Regions from separate parts of the Hordeum vulgare genome. Here region 2 is linked to region 1. The links are chromatin contacts, called in public Hi-C maps. All regions are on one chromosome and are shown on one strand. Each heading gives the region's core, a stretch centred on a gene start, on an enhancer-like site or on the middle of the called end of the contact. The rest is flanking DNA. Distances are from core to core; before and after follow the strand shown. Region 1 holds the start of LOC123426866 (E3 ubiquitin-protein ligase ATL6-like). Region 2 holds the start of LOC123426868 (RING-H2 finger protein ATL52-like).

The links. Hi-C and Micro-C count contacts between places; a contact is called where the count stands out from the background.
Region 2: a Hi-C map of leaf shows a contact between it and region 1, with 4 times the contacts expected there. The contact joins the promoter of LOC123426868 here to the promoter of LOC123426866 in region 1. A contact is called at or near these places in 3 of 6 Hi-C or Micro-C datasets (leaf and seedling) and 1 of 1 datasets of contacts at active chromatin or transcription factors (embryo).

Annotation. Positions count from the first base shown.
Region 1 is chr2H:503,347,604-503,354,749 of MorexV3_pseudomolecules_assembly, forward strand. It overlaps LOC123426866 (E3 ubiquitin-protein ligase ATL6-like), which reads left to right and starts at 4,335. Exons shown (of 1, transcript XM_045110764.1): 1 at 4,335-6,440. The coding sequence starts at 5,013. The coding sequence ends at 6,152. It overlaps LOC123426865 (pentatricopeptide repeat-containing protein At5g09450, mitochondrial-like), which reads left to right and starts at 1,860. Exons shown (of 2, transcript XM_045110763.1): 1 at 1,860-2,286; 2 at 3,170-4,236. The coding sequence starts at 1,933. The coding sequence ends at 4,075.
Region 2 is chr2H:503,772,033-503,779,178 of MorexV3_pseudomolecules_assembly, forward strand. LOC123426868 (RING-H2 finger protein ATL52-like) reads right to left here and starts at 4,426. Exons shown (of 1, transcript XM_045110767.1): 1 at 2,892-4,426. The coding sequence starts at 4,246. The coding sequence ends at 3,050. LOC123426867 reads left to right here and starts at 4,548. Exons shown (of 7, transcript XM_045110765.1): 1 at 4,548-5,345; 2 at 5,484-5,625; 3 at 5,867-5,968; 4 at 6,295-6,410; 5 at 6,802-7,064. The coding sequence starts at 5,232.

The DNA of each region.
Region 1 (7,146 bases), core at 3,085-5,584:
TGATTTCCATTTTGTGAGAGAACGAGTAGCTGCAGGTGCATTGGATGTCAGGTTCATTTCAACAGATGATCAGCTAGCGGATGTATTTACTAAACCCGCTACACGACAGATGCTAGACCGCTTCAAGCCCAATCTGAATCTTGTATGTAATTCAGAATGAGGGGCATGTAAAATAGGGTCTAGTTTGCATATTGTATATTGTCACGTATAGGAATACGTATGTAATTGTATCATGATCATCTATATATACTAAGACGTGAGGTGGATGTTAACCCCCACGCAAAACCCTAAACCTCTCTCTTCTAACTGTCCATTGTATCTTATCGGTTTTCTTATGAGAATTTAGGAAATCATGAGTTGTTTAGCATAGAGCAATTCCAATCATGTTCCCATCACCGTCCTTTGTTCCTCGTTTTGGCTGATTTTGAGAGAGAAAACTATTCCAACCCCCCCCCCCCCCTGCCCACTTCCTCATTTTTTTTCAATCTACTCCCCTCCAAATGCTTGGGGGAGAAAATATGGGCTTTCCATCCCTTCTCAAATATTGCCCATGACTCATCGTCATCGTTGATTACCCGATTTTGACTCTCCATCACCGCTCGACATGGGCCTTCATTGTGCATTGCCTTCAATTTTTTGTCGTCTACCGTTGACCATCGCCAACAATGGTTGCTTTCAGCCATCCACCATTGTGCGTTCTTTTTTGATTTCATGGAAAAAGGGAAGAGGCGGAGAGGATTTGGTTGGAATACCATGTAAAAAAGGGCCTCCAATAGAGAATGAGAACCCCAAATGGTGTTTAGCGTACCCGCAAACAAAAAATGGTGTTTAACGAATAATATGAGGTGATGATTTTTATTTTTGAGAAAATAGTTTCTGTTTTTATTGATGTGGGCTGGACTTACGTTTTTCTTTTGGACTTACGTTTTTATTTTTGAGAAAATTAGTCTTTCCATGCGGCGGCTCCCTTTCATCCATTCTTGCATGCATGCAATATGACATCATTATGTATTTTTTATTTTGTATTTTAAAAAAGATTTATCTCCCAAACCGTTATCTCAATTAATGATCTGTTTTCAACACTCACTATATCGCGACGAGATCTTCAAAACTAGATTCCATGCCGACATGTTTCGATAACTTTTTTTTCGTCGGTACTTGCCAAATTATTATCACTTACTTGTCACATAGTACTCACATTAAATCAACTTGGTTATCAGGTTTATGAATGGCGATATACATCATTAAAAAACTTGATTCATTGTACTTGTGCTGGTTCATGCATTTACTTGCTTATTATTAGTGCTTTAATAACCACTTTTTAGCTCCACATAACACTGCAATACTTAAAGAACATAAAATTATTGTCCCGGTAACTGTGTATAATTTTTATGACAATTGTACATCCGTAAGATGACAACTATGATGACATAAATATGATAACTAGGAACGACAAAAAAATCAACGAAACATGTCAACACACGATCTTATTTGAACGTCTCATCTAGATGAACCTAACGGTGAAGACGAATCTTTAATTAAATATGAATCTGTTAGATAAATCATTTTTAGAGTTTTAAAAAACATTTAATGCGATTGTGTAATCATGAGATGAAAGATTCTTGCATGCGAGGCTGTGTAAGCCGTCGCATGGAAGAGCTATGGTCCGACACTTCTCCTTATATTTTCCTTTTTTTATCCAAGACTGGACTTAAAGTTGCTCTAAAATCGCACGCTGTACTCGGCCGACTGTCAGCAGATTTTAGAAATTGCACATTTCCGGCCCAGCAGTAGCGGCGACTGTGCAGCCGAAGCTCAGCACTGTAACTGTACACTCTTTTCCCATTTCCCCTCATAAAAAAAAGAAAACTGTACACTGCTACTACGGCGTCACGGTTGGCTCGCGCGGAGCGCCGCGGCAGAGCACACGAGATGGCGGCGGCTCTTCTCCGAGCCGCTCGCGCCTCGCGGCACCTTGCGCTCCCCCGTTCTATCGCCTCTAGCCCTAGCCACCTATCCTCCTCCTCCTGCACCGCCTCTGCGGCGGAGTCGCCGTCCCCTGCCCCCGCTGCGCCGGCCATCCCGGCGGACGTTGAGGACGCGGTCGTCGTCGTAGCCGTGGACGACGACCTGAGGAGCCACATCTTCCGGCTGCGGCTGGCGAAGCGGAGCGCGACGGAGGCGCTCGAGAAGTGGGCCGGCGAGGGCCGCGCCGCCCCCGCGCCGGAGCTCCGCCGCATCGCCCGCGACCTCAGCCGCGCCCGCCGCTACAAGCACGCGCTCGAGGTTCGCGCGCCCCCAGATCCCTGATCCCCTCTGATTGCGCTGCGTAGTTAGGGCAAGGGTTCCGTGGGGCGATTCCGTGCAGATTTACGTTTATTGTTTATGTATATGCAACGCAGCGGTACGATCTGTTTGTGCCGTGCTTGGAAATGGTGATGAAATGTTTGCTGATGTTCGATTTCTGTAGTTGAATTCTTCAGGTAGCCGATTTGTCTGTATGGATAGAAAGGATTTGCTGCTGGTTAATTCTAAAGTTAGGGATCACCTATTTCACGTTGGATGTTGACCCTTTATCCGGCAGAAATAGGGTAGGCGCACATTTCAGAAATATGTGCCACTTTCTGTATAGAACTGTGTGAAGTTGCACACAATTTTTGTGCAATTTGGCCGGCTTACAAGAAATATAGCCATTCTGTTATATAAAGTCTCCCTTCAAGTTATGCATCATTCTAATAGCATGTATGTGCTTTAGTGATCTTGTTTTGCAATTGCTGATTGGAAAGGAGGCATGTAAGCTCATGTAGTACTGAGTCACGAGGAGCTGTAGCATGCATGTAGTATCGGGTCTAAACTCTTAATACTAGATAGGTTGTTATTGTCAGATAAACATTCATCTCATGTACATGCTGTGCCATCTTATTGTAGTGTTAGGTAATCCATCTTTTTTTTTATTTAACTGCATGATAAGCACGTTATCTTGTTTACAAAACTCAGTGTGCCGAGTAAACAATCCTCTCTCTCCCTCTATCTGTTTGCATTGCTTACTTTGATACCTACGAAATTCTTACAAACAGGATTGAACAATTTTACCGTGGCTGCTATATTTCTCCTTAAAAAAAACAAGAAAAAGGGCATGAGCATTAGTTCTTAACTTTGAGTTTTGCAGGTGGCAGAGTGGATGAAGACACATCATGAGTCTGATTTATCTGAGAACGACTATGGAGTGCGCATTGACTTGATTACAAAAGTTTTTGGCGCTAATGCAGCCGAAGATTTTTTTGAGAAGCTTCCACCTGCAGCCAAATCACTGGAAGCATATACTGCACTCCTCCATTCATATGCTCGATCAAAGATGATAGACAAAGCCGAGAGGCTGTTTCAGAGAATGAAGGATGCAGACCTACCTATTGATGTCCTGGTCTACAACGAAATGATGACCCTGTATATTTCTGTCGGAGAGCTTGATAAGGTTCCAATTCTTGCTGAGGAATTGAAGAGGCAAAACGTTTCTCCAGACCTATTCACATACAACCTTCGGATCAGCGCATCGGTTGCATCCATGGATCTCGAGGCGTTCAAAGGAATCCTCGACGAGATGTCAAAAGATCCAAACTCCAACGAAGGATGGATGCTGTACCGAAACCTTGCCAGCATCTACGTCGATGCCAGCCAGCTTGTTAGCTCGGGGAATTCGCTGGTGGAAGCCGAGGCGAAGATTAGCCAGAGGGAGTGGATAACCTACGACCTCCTCGTCATCTTGCACGCCGGTCTCGGCAACCTGGACAGGGTGAAGGACATATGGAAATCGATGCAGATGACCGCCCAGAGGATGACTAGTCGGAACTACGTCTGCGTGCTCTCTGCCTATCTGATGTGCGGGCAACTGAAGGATGCCGCGGAGGTCGTCGACCAGTGGCAGCGATCGAAAGTCCCGGAGTTCGACGTCTCCGCCTGCAACAGGCTGTTCGATACTCTTCTGGCCGCCGGTTTCACCGACACGGCGGATAGCTTTAGAGAGCTGATGTTGCAGAAGAGCTGTATACTGTCGAGCAGAGCAAGCGCGCGCTCCTGATTGGCATGTTATGCCCTGCCGGGAACAGCTGCCTGCTGGTGTGTTATGGTACGAGAATAATGGACTCTAGAACAATTTTTTTTTTGGCAAATATAATCTGACTATAATATCAGGTTCGGCGCCGCATTATCGTAAGAAATATATTTTCAGGTCCAGCTTAACTCATAGCATGCATGATTTTGCCACATGTGTGGCAGCGGTGTGTGTGTTTATATATTGATCTAGTTCAGCTAGGAACGGGCGTGCCTCAGGTACCAACTACCCAGGTACGGCTAAAGCTGAAGCTGGTAATTTATCGCACTCGTGTCATCCTGTGGCGCTAACGAATTGAGTGGCATATGATCTGTACAACTGCTCCACGCAGGTAGGCGACATCACATGGTCGATCACACTTGACATTTTGTCCTCATGCTTCACACCGTTGGCCAGGTGGTGCATGTACCGGTGAGACATGATTGTCCATGCCGTATGAAAATCAGTCACGATCTAGATGAGCTTGTTTAAGGATTTCTTGGCGTCAGGGGGCATCATCAGCTACATCCACAGTTTATTCTCGAATACTGCATTCCACAATTATGGCATATTGTATGGCATTTACAGTCGACACAATTAATAATCGCATCATCTACTCCTACATGGCATCGCATTCAGTGTGATTACAAATTTAGTATAGTCAAAACAGATCAATCCAGATGTAGAAACGTAAAGGGCAAAAGGCAAAGTGTCCACCCGTCAGAAGATTTCTACCCAAGAAAGAAAGAAAAGGAAGGTGCGAATTTCCCTCGGGATTTAGGCGCCGCCGCCGCCGCTAACGTAGCAGTAGCACACCACACCGCACCACCAGGCTCCAGCTGAGCTCTCTCTCTCTTTCTCGCTCTTGTGGCGTGAGCCGAATCCCATTGGAGTAGAGTAGGCCACCGCCTCACCTGCCAATCCTATGGTTGCGGTGATGGAGGTGCGTACACACCTCCTCGTCCTTGTCTGCCTCCTCGGCGCCGGCGCCGGCGCATGCGTGGCGCAGTCTTTGCCGCCGGCGCCGCAGTCCACCGGGGTGGCGCCGCCGCCGAGGCCCACGCCGTTCGGTCGCACCATGTCCACGGTTATCACCGTGGCCATCAGCGTCTTCTTCTTCCTGCTCTTCTTCTGCGCCTACATCAATCAGTGCCGCCTCGCCGAGAACGCCGCGCCGCAGGGTGCCAACGCCGCCGCGGCCGGGCCCGGGGCGTCCAGGAGGGGGAAGCGCGGGCTGGACCCGGCGACGGTGGCCACGTTCCCGATCATGCCGTACCGGGAGATCAAGGAGCACAAGATCGGCAGGGGCGTGCTGGAGTGCGCCGTGTGCCTGACGGCGTTCGAGGAGGGCGACGACCTCCGGCTGCTGCCGCACTGCTCGCACGCCTTCCACCCGGAGTGCATCGACCCCTGGCTCGAGGCGCGGATCACGTGCCCGCTCTGCCGCGCCAACCTCGAGAAGCCGCCGCCGCCGCCGGCGCCCGCCGTGGCGCCCCCGTCGCCGGAGCAGGTGGCGCGGCGTCAGCCCTCGCCTTCGCCGTCGCCGCCGCACGCCGTGGTGATACCGGTGCGGGAAGAGGAAGAGGAGGAGAGCGACGAGGACGACAGGAAGGAGGAGGCGATGGAGCTGGAGATGCTGCGCAGCGAGCGGCGGGCGGCGAGGCTGCCGAGGTCGCACTCGACGGGGCACTCGCTCTTCGCGGCGTCGGCGGCCGCCGCCGAGCGGAGCGACCACGAGAGGTTCACCCTGCGGCTGCCGCACCACGTGAGGGAGCAGGTGCTCAGGTCGCGCCGCCTGCGCCACGCCACCAGCCTGATCGACCTCGCCGGAGCGAGCCCCGAGGGGAGCGTGCGCGGAGGCCGGCCCGCGGACGGGGGAGGCAGCTTCGGCAATGCCGGCGGCGGGCGGCGGTGGCAGGCGTTCCTGGCGAGGACGATGTCGTGGGCCCGAGGGGGAGGCGACGGGTCGGTGCGGAAGGGGTGGGACGGGTCCACCCGGAGGGGAAGGGACGATCCCGAGTCGAGCAGAAAGGGAGCCGCTTCGCCGGCGGTGGCGCGGCCATGATGAACAACACGCCGCCACCGGAACTGCAGTGCAGAGCTCGACTGTAAAAAATGCGTGTAATTTGCTTTTTTTTTTTTAGCTGATGGTATGGATAAATTTAATTTTTCATCTTTTTATTACGTAGCTAGGAAAATATTTGCGTGTGCTCCTGTGACGCCTGAAGTTTTCTCGTTTCCTCTGACTCCCGCGAAGTGAAATATTTTTGTTCGATCCCGTGGATTCCTTGGGGTGGGATTTGAGACTTTGTCGAGGGAGAAGAATCTGAATGTTCACTTTTGGACTTGTGCACCTGTTTTTTCGCTTACAGATGAGATGACAGCCTTCCCTTTTGTCAAGAGATCAATTCTTGTTTAGCAAAGTAGTACTGCAACTTTTGTTAAGAGACCGTGTTAGTGGGAGGAGCATTAGCAAATCTCATTCTCTGTGCTCGCGGGCTGCGAGCGTGAGCCGTAAGGCAGAGCAAATTGCGCCGCTGGTCACGATGCCCCTTCAATCATTCCGGTCTGTCCATCGTTGTTTGCGAGATTCCTGTTTTGGTTGGGGTCGGTCGATCTTTCTTTTTTATTTTATTTTCCACTCCACTGTCTCCCTCATGGTCAATTTACTAGTACTAGTGAGAAATCAGCGGATAAGTTTGGCGATATAAAAATAAAATAAAATCAGCTGATAAGAACGTTCGGGCGCAGCTGCGTCCTGACCTGGGTAGTGCCTGTGCTAGTATGGGAGCAGGAGAATCTAGCAGCAAGAATCTATCCGAGACGAGTGAGCGAGCCGTGTGTGTCATGGTCGCGGCGCGGTGCCGTGGTGGAAGGCCCAAGGCGAAGGCGGCAACAGAAATCGCAACGCACGAGAAGCAACTACTTCATCGTCATGCATTGCTCGTGAAGAACATGGTGTATCCGTACGTCTGCTACTGCTATTCATGCCAAGATTCAGGCCCTGTCGCATGTGCTTGCTTCTCCTGACGAAATGAATTAGCAGCTGCTCTACGTTA
Region 2 (7,146 bases), core at 3,176-5,675, 420 kb after region 1:
GTTTGAAAGTCTACCTTGAAGACTTACCATGAGTGTTGGGTGAGGTTTGTGTGACCTTGGCTCAAGGACAATACAGTAAGGACTGTGTATCCTTTGATTTAAATACCAAGCCGCTCCAAACCAGACGTACGATTGTCACATCAGTTGGAACTGGGTCATCAAATCATCGTCTTCATCAAGCCCCTAGTTCTATTTCCGCAACCCATTCATTTCCTCGAGTACTTGTTGATGAAATAGATCGTTACTGTTTGACGACTTTGACTGAATACTTTCTCAATTTCCTCAACCCAAATTCTTCAGTCACCTTGTTCTTCACCTGCTTATCTTGTTTTACACGTTGCTTGTGCTATGTGTATGTTTTTTCATCATGATGACTATGCTACTGCTCTACCATGCATGCACTTGAGTACTTATTCCGTTGCGAGTATTTGGTCACTTAGCAAATTCCTCAATTAGTAATTCCTCAGTGACGAATTTGTAGAAAATGCCTATTCACCCCCTCCCTCTAGTCGATATAACGCACTTTCAGGTCTGTTATCCCACTTCGCGGTGCACACGAGGAAGTGGTAACTGAAAAGTAGTAGGCAACACAAAGCTTCGGAATCGAAGGGTGGTCTCATATGTGTATGTGTTGAGAGATAGTGTGACGACGAGAGAGAGACCTCCTGTAGTCTCATACAATTGAAACAGATCCACTATTGGAGAGGAAATGCACACACTTCTATCTCTTTTAGTACATCCAAACAATGTTTCAACTTCCATCACGTGCAACAAAAAGAACAAACCACACACACATGGCATAGGTCCTAGCCTGACTCGATCTTTTCATGAAAGACAATGCGCATGAGGTCGGTGGCGAAGGATGAGTGTGTATGCGTTGTATTCTAATGTTCCTATCGGCGTGTGTGGGTGTGTGGGTGTGTGGGTGAAAAAACCTACTTCATATGTTGGTCTAAATCATTCTTCGTTAGCGTGGTGAGAGTAAAATTTCACATCACTTGTCATGCATTAATGAGTTAGATGGGCTTTTAGGATTTTGTGTGTGTGGGATAGATGGTCCTTTAGGATTTAAACTAGGAATTATCAATAGAAGATAAATGGGCTAGGCCCAATAATTTGAGGGCTCCTTTGATTCAAAATAATTCTACAAGATTTTTGAAGGATTGAAATCCTTAGGGATTTTTCCTACAATTGTCCTTTGATTCATAGGGTTGGATCCCGTATGAATTTTTTCTATGAAATCTTTTGTACTACATTTCACAAAAATCTAGCATCCACTCCAATCTCTTTTATAAGTCCTTTGTTTTTTTGTGCCATCAAACACTCATTGTTAATCATATGGGGTTTAAATGGACATGCCATTCAATCCTCTACTTTCCATATTCTTGCGTTTTCAAAATCCTGAGAATCAAAGAGGCCCTGAACATATATATTTATTCCAACATTCCTATGTAGGACCACATGCTCGGATTTTATCAAACCTTCACCATGGTGAACATCAATTGTAGTATTGATGATAACAATAGCTAGTCAATAAAAAAACCTAATCAAAATCGTTGTCTTAGACTCCCACGACCAGTATTGCGGCCACGACGATAACGAGGTAAATGAGGAGTAGAGCGGCGGCGGTGGCGAAATTTCTCGGGTGCAGGGAGAGAGACGTGATTGGGAGCGACGTTGTCGGGGAGACCAGTCGTGCGGGGCGTGTGATCGTGGGTGGGTCTTTTTTCTTTCCTAACGCGGCTGGGGCCTGGGAGGATCCTTGGGCTGGGTTGGAGGGAGGGTTGCACATGGGCAGAAGGAGTTACCGATCCAGGAGGGGGTGCACAGGGGTGGTTTTCTTTATCAAACCGTTTGGTTTTCAGAGGGTTGAAAAAAATCTATGGGAGGAGAACGTGGATGGGAGGGCTTCCAGCGATAGAATGGGGATCGCTACAGGTCGAACCATCACGACAGACGGCAGATCCTCCTTTAATAGTAGAGATAATTCAGTAGAACCGTCCGATCTTACAAAAATGGAAGTAGTTCTGTGGTCAGCTTGTCTGCCGCGTCAGGAGCACATAGCAATGAACGTGAGTGCACCTCATGCTTTGAAGAAATTATCAAGTTCGAGATTCTTTGTTTGCACTAGTGCGGCGTCTTGACCGCAATTGCTTTGAGTAGCTGATTAGATATGACTAATCAAGCAGCTACAAGCTCACGGACATATGTGATGAATATGGCTCCACGCTATGGACACATGTACGAATACTTTTCAGCTGTCATCAACAAGGTCAAGCCTATTCCGATAGGGGAGCGATGACAACGATGCGTTGGCGGTAGTGGTTGATCGAGTGTCTCAGAGTCTCGGGATCTTGATATGATTTTTATTATGTTTGAGATACTTTGTACTTTTAATGAATTTTAATAATAGATCTGACATCTTTTTTTTTGAAAAAAAAAAATAGCTACAAGCTCATCTGCTACCATCATCAGGAAATAAAAAACTGTAGACCAGTAGACAAAATCTTCCCGTGCCAACGACCCCACGAGGCCATGAGGGCACGTTTTCCCTTCGATAAGTTTGAGAGGCGGATGATGCGATCCACTCCCATGTTAGTTTAGTGTTTTTTTTTTTTTTTTTTTTTTTTTTGCGATGACACTCCCATGTTAGTTGAAGAGAAGAAAATGTAGGGTATAGCAAGGAAAAGAGCAGCCAACAAAGTGCAGTGTCTGCTTCGTAGACAAGAATACAAGAACATCTTCCTAAATCTCTATTCTCTATTCGTGTTCTGGTCTGATATCTGTTCTTAATTGCACGAAACAGACAACAAATAAAGGTCGACATGGGAATTTGACTGACGAGCTCGACGAAGAGAACGTATGTACAGTGTGCAAAAACCATGCGTGCGTTTATCGATTGCAGACTTTTCTTTGCTGCATTTCGCGTTTGAACTCGCAATCATCGGTTTTGAGATTACAAGCAACAAGTATTACACGCATTTGGGGCGTCGATCGGGTAACATTATTGGCGACAAGGATCAAAATTCAGCTCGGGATCTCGGCACCGTCAGAGCGGCAGCACAGAGCTCCGAGCGCGGCAGTGCCGCGAGAAGAAGGACCTCGGGAGACCGCCGGACGCGGGCCTCACGGTGCTCGGATGGCCGGTCGCACCACTTTGATGCTTATCTCGGCCATTCTGCTCCTCCCCTTCGGGGGCCGCGTCAGGCAGCCGGTCCAGCGCGGCGACATCTGCCGCCGTTGAGACCATCGCCGCGTTCATGGATGCCGCGCGCCGCACATTCCGCGGCAGCGGGCCTGGGAGCTGCGGCAATGGCTCTGGCTCTGGCGAACTGGGTTGCTGCTCGTGCTGGTCTTCTTCCACGCGCGGCGCTTCTTGGTCCTCCTCCTCCTCGTCTTCATGCTCCAGCGTCGAATCGCTCGCGGCAGCCGCTTGCTCGGCTGCGGCGTTGGCGCTCGCATCTGGATCAGCTGGTGGGTTGGACTCGATGCCGACTCCGGCGGGCGCGGCGGCGGGGTCGATCACGTCAGAGCGGCAGAGCGGGCAGTTGACGTGGGCGCGGAGCCAGGTGTCGATGCAGGGGACGTGGAACGCGTGGCCACACTTGGGCAGCAAGCGAACGAGTTCGCCGTCGTTGAACTCGCCGAGGCACACGGAGCAGTCGGCGGCGCCGAGGAGGCCAGACCCCGCGCGGTACGGCGTCACCGCGATCGAGTCGATCGCGGCCTCGTCGAGCCCGACGGTCCGGATGTACCAGACGTGGTGCACCACGCCGCCCCCGCCGCCGCCGCCCTCCGGGTCGTCGTTGCCGACGTTGGTCGCGGCGGCCGGCGCCTGGGCGAGGAGCGCCTGCCGCCGGCGCCGCATCTGCCGGCGACGGACGGCGATCGAGACGCCGAGGAGGATGAGGGAGAGGAACGCGAGCGCCGCGGCGGCGCTGAGGACGTAGGTGACGAAGCGGCGGCGGTGGTCATCGACTGCGCCGTACCCGTAAGTTCCTCCTCCCTGGTCTCTCCCACCACCGCCGCCGGCATGGACGGGGGAAGGGCACGGAGCGAGGTCCGAGATAGTAGGGATATAGAAGGAGAAAGAAGGCGAAGGAGGAGAAGGCGATGTGATCGGAGGCGGAGAGGAAGGCGAGGGAGAGGGGGAAGGAGTGAAGAAGGGAGGGGCGGGAGGCGGGGGACAGCCATACCAAGGATCGCAGTCGTCGGAGAAGAGGATCCGACGGTAGTGGCGCGGCATGGCGTCAGGTGGGCGGCGAGGCCGGCGGCATCGGCGGTGGACTGGTAGAGGGGGCGGGGAAAGTGGGAGGAAGGTCGTGGAAGGAAGCGCGTAGTACGTGTGGGTGGTTTTCCTTTGGGGAGGGAAGGATGCTGTGGACCGGGGCGGCGGTGCGTCGACCGGGGTAGGCCGGGCCGGGCGGGGCGGGGCGGGGCGGCCACTACTTGGCAAACGGGATAAGTGGATGGTTGGTTGGTGGCCAAGTTGGACTTGGTGCGTAGAAAAACATGGCCCGTTGGGTAGCTTTTCCGGCCGAGTGCGGGGTACCGGGTGCTGCCGGGCGGCCGGATGACTTGCCTCTCCCGTCAATCTTACGGACGGACTTCTTTTCGTCCAACCTGACGAGACGATGACTTGAGGAGTGACGTGGCCAGCAGCCTAGGTGTGCGCTGATGTGACGGTGCATCGAACTGCTGGTAGTGCATGTCAGTCGTCCTGTTGAATTGTTGGGTTTCTGAACGAGCGATCTGAAGTTCTTTTTCCCCTAACAAAGGAAAGGAGCTCCGTTTTGCTACCCGAGCTGCTTCGTCAGCCAACCGACGCGCACACGCAGTGGAGGTTTGGTATGCGGCCGTGTGATTGCGCGTGCAGAGATGATAAAAGAAAGAACTCGTGTGCACCGACGGCCGTGCAGGTTCGTGCACGAGGCGGATTGGTGCCCCGGTACGAGTGCCAGTTAGTTTTTTTTTTTTTTTTAGCAGTGAGCGCCAGTTAGTTGACCGCAGTTCACTCTTCCACTGTGCGTGCCGGACTTTCGGCGGTTTCGCGAGTGCTATGGGCCTTGTTTCAGAGGCCCAGGAACGTCGAGCGCAAGGAAAATATACATTCGCGGCCTTTTGGGAGGAGGGCGGCGAAGCACGACCCGAGCTCGTGCGGCGGCGGCGGCGGCGGCGGCTTCGGTCCGAGGGAAGATCCCATTCTACTCGCCGGCGTCTGCGGCCGTATAATGGCAGCAGTCGTGAGCTGGTACGGGCCGCTGATCGACCTGTCGGCGGCCGCCGGCCATGTGGGTGGATTCGTGCAGCTCCTGGCGTCCGTTCGCCGTGTCCTTCCCCACCAGGTAACGAGCAATCCTGCTTCCACTTAGTAGAATGTAATAATCTCCTTCGACGATGGGGGAAAAAAGAGATTGATACGATGTCGACGCATCTTTGGTCATGTCGGCCCGAGGCTTAGATTCATGCTTCTGCTTTCCCAGGAACAAAATGCCGCAACCGGAAGGACGTATCAGAGAGTTATTCTAGAGGTTGGTGACGAGACGAGGTCCAGCTTCTCCGTCTCTCTATGGTCCAACAATACCAGTTCTAGCATAGTCGCCGGCGATGTTTTACTGTTGCAGAGTAAGGAACTGATCTTTACCCGTGTAATGCTTTCAGTTGCAATGGAGTAACTTCCTTCACTGATAAAAACTAAGCGAAACCATGCCCATTTGGTCTTTCGAATGGTAATTAGTTATCTTCTCACAAACCCCTTAGCATAGTATGTCCCTTTTGGGTCAGCTTGTTTCTGATTTAACCTAGCGATGTAGCTTATGTGCATGCAAACAGCATGTGGTGAGACATTCTCGTTCTTTTTCTTTAGATATTAAGATGGTAGAATTTAGAAATGGCTTGGAGGGAAGAGCTTCTCAGATGTCTGCAGTCCAAATTTTGATGAACTCGAAAGATTTAGTGCAACCTGAAGGTATGGTTTTTTGCATTTGTTTTATTCATTGCCGCTCTTTAGTCTTTACTGGCATTGTCCTGGTTGTATTACTTAAAAATGCGGTGACCCAGGAGTAATTAAAATGATGTTTTTGCCATCTTTATTATCGAGAAAATTGGGAAAATATACATTAGACTAACAGTGTAAGGGCTTTGTTGATGGGAAAAAGGTGGGCAATATATTCGAACAACTCCTTCTCCCTCATGTTTATATTAGCATCTACATTTATTTTCCAGCAGATAGTTGTGTTTAAGAAGAAGAAAAAACTATTACTGGATAACTAAACACATGGGCTCTTTTATTAGGAATTGATGAATTCTTAATTAACTGTAAACTCGGGAATGCTACAAGATCAAAATTAAGAAGAGTGTCAGAGTGGATCGTACACACCAAACGTACTCGTGCAGAAAATCATCAGCAGGTACAAATTTGCCAAGGCATTGTGATTTTAGTTTGATTGGGATAGGTAGCAATCTACATATTTAATTCTTTCTTTTTTCCCTTACATTCCGTTTAAAGGTTCAAACAAGGGATTTTCATTAACATGAGCTTGTTAATAAGATGGTAATCAAAATCCTTTGGATGTCATTCCTGTGTCTTCACTTCATCTTACATCACAATTTCACATGTTACATTGATGTTAATAGACGAACGACACAATCAAGGCTTTCATGTTTTTCACTCCATAATTTCTCTGTTGATAGAAGTAGATCATAATTATTTAACTTGTCTTCTTGGATAAGTTGTAACATTAACATTTTCTTTTAAAACTCTATACTATGTAACGGATAAAACTCCTATATTGACTGCAGGTGATGTCGAAGAATTGGAAAGAAAGAATAAAAAATGATTCAGCAGACTTCTTGTCCATCTCAGAACTACTACCTCAGAGCAAACCATGTAATTTGAATATTCATGCATCTATTGGCAAAATTGTCTTAATGGGTTCTCTTAGACCTGAATTGAAGGGGCAATTGCCAGTCATTGAGAAACATTCCTTGAATGGACATAATGATATCGTCAGAGATTTTATTACTACTGGATGCAAGTTATGTGGTTTACCTCTATACCAAAAGTATGCAAATGCATGTCATCTTGTCAACATTTCATCAGTTAATCTATAGTGCTCTGCTTGTCATGATTTATAGAACTCTCTA